3 separate regions of the Mus musculus genome follow, and regions 1 and 2 are each linked to region 3. The links are chromatin contacts, called in public Hi-C and promoter capture Hi-C maps. All regions are on one chromosome and are shown on one strand. The core of a region is the stretch at or near the end of the contact, and the rest is flanking DNA. Distances in the headings are between cores, read along the strand shown.

Region 1 (2,774 bases), core at 163-2,662, 340 kb before region 3:
TAAGAGACATCAGTCAGGACTACTTCAAAAGGCAGGTTTTAGCTGGGGGCTCGGGGGTGGGGTGGGGTGGGGTGGGGTGGGGTGGGGTGGGGTAGGGTGGGGTGGGGTGACGCATTTGTTTAACCTCAGTGCTGGGAGGCAGAGGCCTGGGATGTTTGCGAGTTCAAGGTCAGGCTGGTGTTTTCTCTCCCCCCTCCCACACCCATGCCCCTGCCCCCCAGTTTTGAGACAGGGTATCAGGTAGCACAGGCTGGCCTCCAGCTAGGGAGCTGAGGTTGACTTTGAGTTTCTGATCCTTTCTGCTTGCTGGAATTACAGACTCACATGGCCACTCCCAGTTTATGGATGGAACCCGGGGCTTTGTGACAGCTAGATAAACATTATATCGACTAGGGCATGCCTGCAGCCCTGTTTTTGTCTCTGTTTTGATACAGGGTCTTTTTTTTTTTTTTCTTCCTTTTCTTTATTTACATTTCAAAAATTTTCCCTGTTCCAGATCTCCCCTTCGGAAACCCTCTATCCCATCCCCCCTCCTCTTGCTTCTATGGGGGTGCTCCCCCATCCACCCTCCCACTCCTGTCTTCCCACCATAGCATTCTCCTATACTGGGGCATCCATTGAACACCCTTAGGCCCAAGTGCCACTCCTCCCACTGATGTGCAACAAGGCCATCCTCTGCCACATATGCGGCCGGAGCCATGGGTCCCTCCATGTGTATTCTTTTGTTGGTGGTCCAGTCCCCCGGAGTTCCAGGGGGTCTGGCTGGTTGACACTGAGATAGGCTCTTATTATGCGGTCCCAACTCCAGATTTACAATCCTCTTGCCTCAATCTCTTCAGAGCTTGGATGATAAGCCATACCACTCTGTCTGGTACTAAGTGATTTTTTTTTTAATGTTAGGGGATGTGGTGTGCATCCAAGCTACAACTGTGTGATTCTGCAGCAAGGGTGAAGCTCAGTTTAGCCATTAAGAAAGGGATGGAACTAGGCTGAGGGTGTAGCCCAATGGTAGAATGCTTGCCTGGCATGCAAGTGATCTAGGGTTTGAACCACGGCATTACATAAATCAGATGGGGCCAGAGGTTCAAGATCACTCTTGACTACATGTGGAGTTTAAGGCCATTCTGAAGTACATGACACTCGGAGGGGGAGGGGAAGGGGAGGGAGAGAGGAAGGGGTAAAGGGAGAGCCAGCCAAACAAATATATACATGATATCTCACTGTGACCATGGCCACTCAGCTACTTTCTAGACACCCAGTTCACTGGAGAGAACGAACACCTTCCACCAAGAGTTTGTGCTGTGGGCGGGGTTCTGAACAGGGGCGTAGCTTGTCCCATGCTTGCCCAATGGGTGTGCGGTGGGGCGGGGACCTTCTCTCATTGTGTCCCGCACAGGGCATGCTTCCTGCAGTTCCATCTCCCTCGCGGGTGCCTCTGGCTTCCCTAGAGGTCTCCGACCCCAGCCCGCCCTCAGGTTCCCCGCCAAGCCTGCAGCCCCCTCTCGCCATCCTCAGACCCTAGCCCGGGACACCCGGGGATTGCCATCATGGGTGATGGAGGAGGTGAAGGCGAGGACGAGGTCCAGTTTTTGCGGACGGTACGTTTTTGTCTGGGTCCGGAGGTCTTGGGTGATTTCTTGCTTACTTTTCTGAGAGTCTCTCTGTCTCTTCCCTGCTTGCTGGTGGTCTCTGAAATCCGAGGTCACTTTGTCTTTCCGTTTTTTCTCATCACCTTTTCGACCACGGAGAATTAGCAGGATTTAGGAGGACCGAGTGGGCAGGAGAGGGTGGGATCCTCAGACGCCCTCTCCTGACATAAGAGATTTGGGGTCATTGAGGAAGCACCCCGCCTCCTGCCGTTCTGGAAGCAGGCACTTGAGGAAGGTGGTTCTAATTCTTGGGCTTAATTTAGCTGTCCTCCACCGCCACCCCAGCCCTCATTCCCTTCTTGCTCCAGGCTCTGACCTATTTAAATTCTTGGGAAGGGGGCTGGGGTGGGCTGGACAACACCTTTCTTTTCAACTCCTAGTCTTTGGCCGTCTCCTTGGGGGTCTCTTGGAGCTTCAATGTACTTTTCCCCTCGGTTTTGGCGAGGAGGATTTAACTATGTCAGCTAATGGCCTCTGAGGGTACCTGGGTGATGAAGTCTTTCTCAGCTCCTTGGTATATCTTATGTCTGAGTCTCTGTCTCTTGGCCCTTGGCTTCAGCCTTCTGCGTGTGGCTGTCCCTCTGATCCTGTCTCTCTGAATCTCAGATCTCCAGCTGGGGGCAGGGATGGGACTTGGGACAACAGGTGTCTCTCCCAGAATAGCCCTCTTTTCTGGGCTCTGGGTAGGGGACAGGGAGGGGACAAGAGGGGGAGGGGCTGCCTTTTTCTTAGTCCTTCCCACCATATCCTCCCATGGGCTGAGATGGGGGTTGGATATGGGAGATGGTCTCTGTTGGGGCCAGGTCTGCTGACCCTGCACTCTCTCCCCCCCAACCCCCCACCCCCGAGGTCCTGGGTCCACACAGAAATGCTGACGCAGCATTCCTGACCCAGAATAGGACCCTGGTAGGCTGGGTCCGGTTTCTTGGGAGGGAGGAACAAACAGCTGGGGCTGGTAATGAAGGATGGGGACAGCTGGACTGTGAAGCCACTGGAGGAGGGCCTCTCCCCAGCCCCAGCCCCTTAGCCTACACCATGGCTTTCCATTGCCCTAGTAAGCCAATGGCTGTGGCTCCCAGCTGCTGAGCAGTCACTGCACCAGGCCCCGTGCCCAGGGCCTCAGCC
Region 2 (2,868 bases), core at 283-2,782, 420 kb before region 3:
GAGAGGAGACTGAGCGAGGATTTGAACTATTGCAACACTCGGGGCCTGAACGAGGACCTGGGGCGTGGCCAAGAGAGGAGACTGAGCGAGGATTTGAACTATTGCAACACTCGGGGCCTGAATCAGGACCAGGGGCGTGGCCAAGAGAGGAGACAGAGCAAGGATTGGAACTACTGCAACACTTGGGGCCTGAACCAGTACCAGGGGCGTGGCCAAGAGAGGAGACTGAGCGAGGATTTGAACTACTGCAACACTCGGTGCCTGAATCAGGACCAGGGGCGTAGCCAAGAGAGGAGACTGAGCAAGGATTCGAACTACTGCAACACGTGGGGCCTGAACCAGGACCAGGGACATGGCCAAGAGAAGAAACAGACCGAGGATTTGAACTACTGCAACACTCGGGACCTGAGTCAGGGCCAGGGGCGTGGTCAAGAGAGGAGACGAAGCGAGGATCCGAACCACCGCGACACTCGGGGTCTGAGCCAGGACCAGGGGCGTGGCCAAGAGAGGAGACAGAGTGAGGATTTGAACTACTGCAACACTCAGGGCCTGAACCAGGACCGGGGGCGTGGCCAAGAGAGAAGACAGAGTGAGCATTTGAACTACTGCAACACTTGGAGCCTGAACCAGGACCAGGGTCGTGGCCAAGAGAGAAGGCAGAGTGAAGATCCGCTCTACCGCGACACTCCAGACCGGAGCCAGGACCAGGGGCGTGGCCAGAAGAGAAAGCAGAGCCAGGATCTGATTTCCAGAACGACTCAGACCTTGAGCCAAGGCAAAGAGCCTAGCGAGTTCGGAGGTGTGGGCGAGGATTCACGAAAGGACAAGAAGACTCTAAGCCGGTTCCTGAGCAGGGCAGGAGCGAAAAGAAAGGGGCGTGGCGAAGAGCAGTGTGTGGGCGGGGAACCTTTTGAGGGCGGAGCCAAGTCCCCTGAGGGGCACAGTGGTAAGGAAAACAGGAAGTGCTCTGGCAAGGCAAGAAAAAAAAAGAGGGACTTGGCGAAGAGTAGGTTAGGAGTTCCAAGAACGGGAACAGAAAAGAGCAAAGCCAGGGCAAAGAGAGAGAGAGTAACTAGGAAGCAGGGTGAAAAGAGCCGCAGGGGTAGGGACAGTAGTAAGAGCAGGGGCGGGGCGAGGAGTATTAGTAGGGGAGGGGCGAGGAGTATTAGTAGGGGAGGGGCGAGGAGTATTAGTAGGGGAGGGGCCGGGAGAAAGAGCAGGGGCGGGGCAAGGAGTGTTAGTAGGGGAGGGGCCGAGAGTAGGAGCAGGGGCGGGGCGAGGAGTATTAGTAGGGGAGGGGCCGAGAGTAGGAGCAGGGGCGGGGCGAGGAGTATTAGTAGGGGAGGAGCTGGGAGTAAGGGCGTGGCAAGGCCTAAGAGCAGGGCCCGGGCAGAGAGTAAGGGGCCCCAAAGCCTGATCAAAGGTGGAGCTAGGAAGAAGAGTGGGAAAAGGGGCAGGAACTGAGCGGTTTCCTAGAGATCAGCCTCAGCTAGCCAACTTGCAAGTGGGTGTTAATCCCCACGTTCTCCAGGTTCTAGCTACATGGTGTCCCGGCCAGCCATGTCCCCGGTCAGCCCTGTGTGGCCGAGAAAACCAAACCTTTGGGCATTCTGGGTACTGCGGCTAGTGCTATTGCTGTCGTTGAAGTCGTGGGCGGAAGATACCTTACAGCATTGCACCTGGCTTCTTGTCCTGAACAAGTTCGAGAAGGTAGGCTTGCATCTCTCCAAGGATCGATTTCAAGATCATGAGCCCATCGATACAGTGGCCAAGGTGTTCCAAAAGTTGACAGACTCGCCAATCGATCCGTCAGAGGTGAGGGAAGTGAGATCAAGAGTATCAAAGAGATTTGGGGTCAGTAAATAGAGAGATCTCGAGTCAGTACACCAAGTGACTAGGTATTTCCTCCACCTTTCTTTACAGAACTATTTGAGCTTTCCTTACTACTTGCAAATCAACTTTTCCTGTCCGGGACAGGTAAGAGTTTACAGTATGAGTAGGCTGATTTCTGTAAGTCTCCAGTTTCCCATTTTCAGCAGTGTTTTTTCAATACAGTTTAATAGTAGTCTCCACCAACCCTGAAGGCATTAAAGATTCAGTCTCCCACTAGGTACAAGAACACAATAGGGACAAAAAGTGAGCACAGCACTCCCCCCCCCACGGGGCCCCATTTTAAAATTGAGATGTAGCTCTTATTTTGTTTAGGGGCCTAGGGACAGAATCCAAGGCTTTGTACATGCTACCACTGCTACCTGCTACCACCCTGTTCTCAGCCCCTAAAGGTGTCGTTCTAAAGTATACAGATCAGTACATTTTAGTGTATCTACAGAGTCAGGCAACCGTTTCAGCTCCATTCTGTCATTCCATGACAGAAAAACTGTGACCAAGGCAACTTATAAACCAAAAGTCCATGAGCAGCACAGTAGGGAACCCGGTGGGACCACCATGGCAGGTACTTCCATCCACAAGCAGGAGGCAGAGAAAGCGAACTAGGAATGGTGCAGACCTCAAGGCCTAACACCCCTGGTGACACATCTTCTCCATGAAGGCCATATGTAATCCTATTCAGTCAGACCCACAGCTAAGGACCAAGCATTCAAACATAGGAGCCTGGGGTGTTCAAACAGTACCTCACTTAAGCAATCACACTAACCTCATTATCTTTCTCCGGAACGTTCCTATTATCCTCCAATAAGAACCCTGTGTCTGGGCCGGGCGTGGTGGCGCACGCCTTTAATCCCAGCACTCGGGAGGCAGAGGCAGGCGGATTTCTGAGTTCGAGGCCAGCCTGGTCTACAAAGTGAGTGCCAGGACAGCCAGGGCTATACAGAGAAACCCTGTCTGGAAAAACCAAAAAAAAAAAAAAAA
Region 3 (3,122 bases), core at 184-2,683:
CAGTAGGGGCTGCAGACACCATGTCCGGCTGGGCTAGCCTCATGCTGCCAGGCACCAGTGAGCCATGCTCTGGCCTCTGGCATGGAGGAAGACAAGACTCAAGGCTGCTCAGCTAGGGCGAGAGCTAATAGTTTAATTCTATTACATGTGACTCAGAGATCTTGCCTGAGCTCTTGAATGGACTGCAGAGGCCCACAGCTATGACTGGTTTTTTGTTTTTCGTTTTTTTTTTTTGTTTTTTGTTTGTTCTGTTCTTTCGAGACAGTTCAGACTAGCTTGGATTGCTCTGTAGTCAAGACTAGCCCCAGACTCATGGCAATCCTCCTGCTTCAAGCTCTCAGGCGTTGAGATAATAGGCTGCAGCACCATGCCTCACTGGGGTAGCAGTACCATTCTTTATTGCTGAGGGACAGACCACTCTGAGGACCCCAGGAGGAAGGCCCATGTATCTTGGGGTGGGGGAGAACAGTTCCAACAGGAATTAAGAGAGTGGAAGGGGATAAGTTCTGGAAAAGCTTTTGGCTCGCTCCGTCTGCTACCCAGATGCAACATGACACCCATCTCTTCCCTTCCCAGATTTCAGAGGAGCCCTAACACACCCTCCCCCACATTTGTTTAAAAACTTGTTTTCTTTTTTGGAGACAGGGTCTCACTATGTTGATCTGGCTGTCCTGGAACTCTTGATATAGACTAGGCTGTCCCGGAACTTACAGAGATCCGCCTGCTTCTTTCTTCCGAGTGCTGGGATTAAAGGCATGCGCCACCACCGCCCAGCTTCCATTATTTGTCAAACATTCATTTTTCTTTCTTTTTTTGAGACAGGACCTTGTATAGCCCAGGCTTGTTTCATACTTGCTGTGTATTTCAGCAGAGGCTAGGTTCTTACTCTTCATCTTGGTGAACACTACACCCCAAGTGTTCACTAAGAGGGGATTGCCAACCCCAAGTGAACCCTTCCGGGTATTCCCCGCAGCAGTCTCAGGAGTAAGGCATGTGGGGCTGGAGAGACCATCCAGCTGTTTCCCATCATCTATCCATCCTCCACCATCTCACCCCCATCTTTCTGCCTGAATTCCTGGCCCAGCATTTAGGTGACCTGCTGGCCTAGGAAAAGGTCTGATAAGCAAGCTAGCCCTATTCTGAAGGCTCCATTTCTCTTAGGGCATTGTGTGCAAGCCAGATAATTATCAGCTACATAAATTACTGAGCTGCCAACTAGCAACTTCAGGTGTTGGGGTGGGGAGCACACCTCAGGGACAGGCAGGGAAGAAGGGTGAAGAGGGGGAGGCAGTGCTCCCTTGGGAGGAGATCCGGACATGGGTAGGGCTGGGCAGGGTTGGATGGAGGCAGCTGTGGGTGCAAATGGGACCAGATGTTTGGTCCCTGGGGGCCCTACCTGTTCCGAGGGGAGCCAGAGCAGCAGGAAGTGAAAGTGCTCTCTAGAGAGGAAGCCAGGAAGGCAGGGGAAGAGGCGGGGCTGGGGCATCTGAAATCACCTTCCTCTGTCTTTCCGGGGTCAGTATTAGGGGATCCACTTTGGAGGACTGAGCCTCTGGCAGGCTGAGAGCCAGGGTAAAAAGTCACCAGGCTACCCTCTCCAGGGGCATAGCTTGGTCCCAGTCACCATTACTCCTAAGATCCTGGAGCCATAGATGGTCTGGAGTCTTTATGGTCCAGCCTTCTCCCTTCCCCAGATGCCTTAAGTACCCACTAAAAGAAGCAGAGGCCACACAAGTCATGGTTAGTTGCTTTGTTTTGTTTTTTAATTTGTTTCTAATAAGCAAGGTCTCTTGCTCATCCACCAACAGCTGGCAAGTGGGTCCCCAGGAAAGGGAGCCTAGTACCCACTTTGTTGGAGGCAGAGAGTTGGCAGGCCTTCAGGCTCAGAGATCCCACAAGGCCCCACCCCCTTGGGTGAAGTTCTATTTGTAGAGTCCAGCCCCTATGCGGGGTAGGTTAATTTGATTTAGCCATAGGCCCCCTGAAAACAATAGAGAAATGCCTTATTCTGGCACTGTTAGGGGTTTTGGGGTAGCCTGTTGTCTGGGAATAATTAGAAGTTAGGGAAGGCTGCTTCTTGCCTGGGTGGTTAGAGGCTATGGTGGTTAGAGGCTATGGTGGTTAGAGGCTATGGTGGTTAGAGGCCCCAGCTACAGACTGCACAGGCCTCAGCCCCTAGGTATATTAGGCTTTTCTGGGATTGAGTTGGGGACCCTGATTTCAAGAACGTGGTTAAAGAACGAAGGGTCTTTGAGCTCACACAAGCTGCATGTTAAGAGGGCCCAGTGCTGGCCGGGCTCCGCTGTCCTGCGGGAGGTCATGGTTACTGTTACTGCTGTTCCTCTTTCTCTTTGGTCCTGGCCGCCTCCTTGGCAGGCGGTGGGGACTTTCCAGGGGAGATGGTAGTGCTGGGGTTGGGGGCCTGTGACCCTGACTGGGCATCTATGTTGGCATGCTCCCTCCGGACAAGGTCTTCCAGTTCCTTCTGTAGGGGGCAAAGTTGACGCAAGTCAGGTTACCGTAAACCCCATGGGCCTGGGCTCAGGGTGGGCTGGGGTGGCCCAGCTCCTCACCTTCCATCCGAGGAGGTCAGCGAGAGCCAGGCAGCCTTGATCACAGTCACCCAGCCAGGCCACGTCCCTGCAGGGTGAGCAGGAGTAAGAGAACAGGCTGAGGACCAGCCGGCCTTCTGTCTTCTCTCCCTCCTCACCCACCCTTCTCGAGCTGCTCACCCAGGCCCAGCCTCACCTGTAAGCCTTCTTGGAGTCAAAATCCATGCCACCTCCCAGGCCCATCATCATGCCCAGGAAGGGGTCCGTCTGTGGGGAGAAGACAGCTAAGGGCACAGCCCTGAGCCAGCAGACCTGCCTTATGCTTATTTCTAAAACAGGGTCTCTCTGTGGAGCCCTGGCTGTCCTGGGGCTTGCTCTGTAGACCAGGCTGGCCTTGAACTCACAAAGATCCACCTTTCCTCTGCCTCCTCAGTGCTGGGATAAAAGATGTGCACCACCATACCTAGCCTTATTTTCCTATTTACTAATTAGTGTGTGTGTGTGTGTGTGTGTGTGTGTGTGTGTATGGTAGTGGGCTATGTGTCTATATTTGTACACATGTGGACCTGG

The links. Promoter capture Hi-C pulls out the DNA fragments that hold promoters and counts their contacts. A called contact is a pair of places that touch in the nucleus more often than the background predicts.
Region 1: a contact with region 3 is called in a promoter capture Hi-C map of liver, with 2.5 times the contacts expected there. The contact joins the promoter of Ryr1 here to the promoter of Rinl in region 3. A contact is called at or near these places in 5 of 39 promoter capture datasets (cranial neural crest, hippocampal neurons, liver and 1 more).
Region 2: a Hi-C map of B cells shows a contact between it and region 3, with 7 read pairs. The contact joins the promoter of Catsperg1 here to the promoter of Rinl in region 3. A contact is called at or near these places in 3 of 39 promoter capture datasets (hippocampal neurons, liver and pre-B cells), 1 of 484 Hi-C or Micro-C datasets (B cells) and 1 of 9 other capture datasets (pancreatic islet).

Annotation. Positions count from the first base shown.
Region 1 is chr7:29,123,789-29,126,562 of GRCm38.p6, reverse strand. Ryr1 (ryanodine receptor 1, skeletal muscle) reads left to right here and starts at 1,412. Exons shown (of 106, transcript NM_009109.2): 1 at 1,412-1,598. The coding sequence starts at 1,548.
Region 2 is chr7:29,209,589-29,212,456 of GRCm38.p6, reverse strand. Catsperg1 (cation channel sperm associated auxiliary subunit gamma 1) reads left to right here and starts at 1,532. Exons shown (of 28, transcript NM_001368407.1): 1 at 1,532-1,815; 2 at 1,924-1,977. The coding sequence starts at 1,543.
Region 3 is chr7:28,787,280-28,790,401 of GRCm38.p6, reverse strand. Rinl (Ras and Rab interactor-like) reads right to left here and starts at 1,433. Exons shown (of 12, transcript NM_177158.5): 1 at 1,397-1,433; 2 at 1-76. The coding sequence starts at 43. It overlaps Sirt2 (sirtuin 2), which reads right to left. Exons shown (of 16, transcript NM_022432.4): 14 at 2,749-2,819; 15 at 2,574-2,640; 16 at 1,737-2,485. The coding sequence ends at 2,330.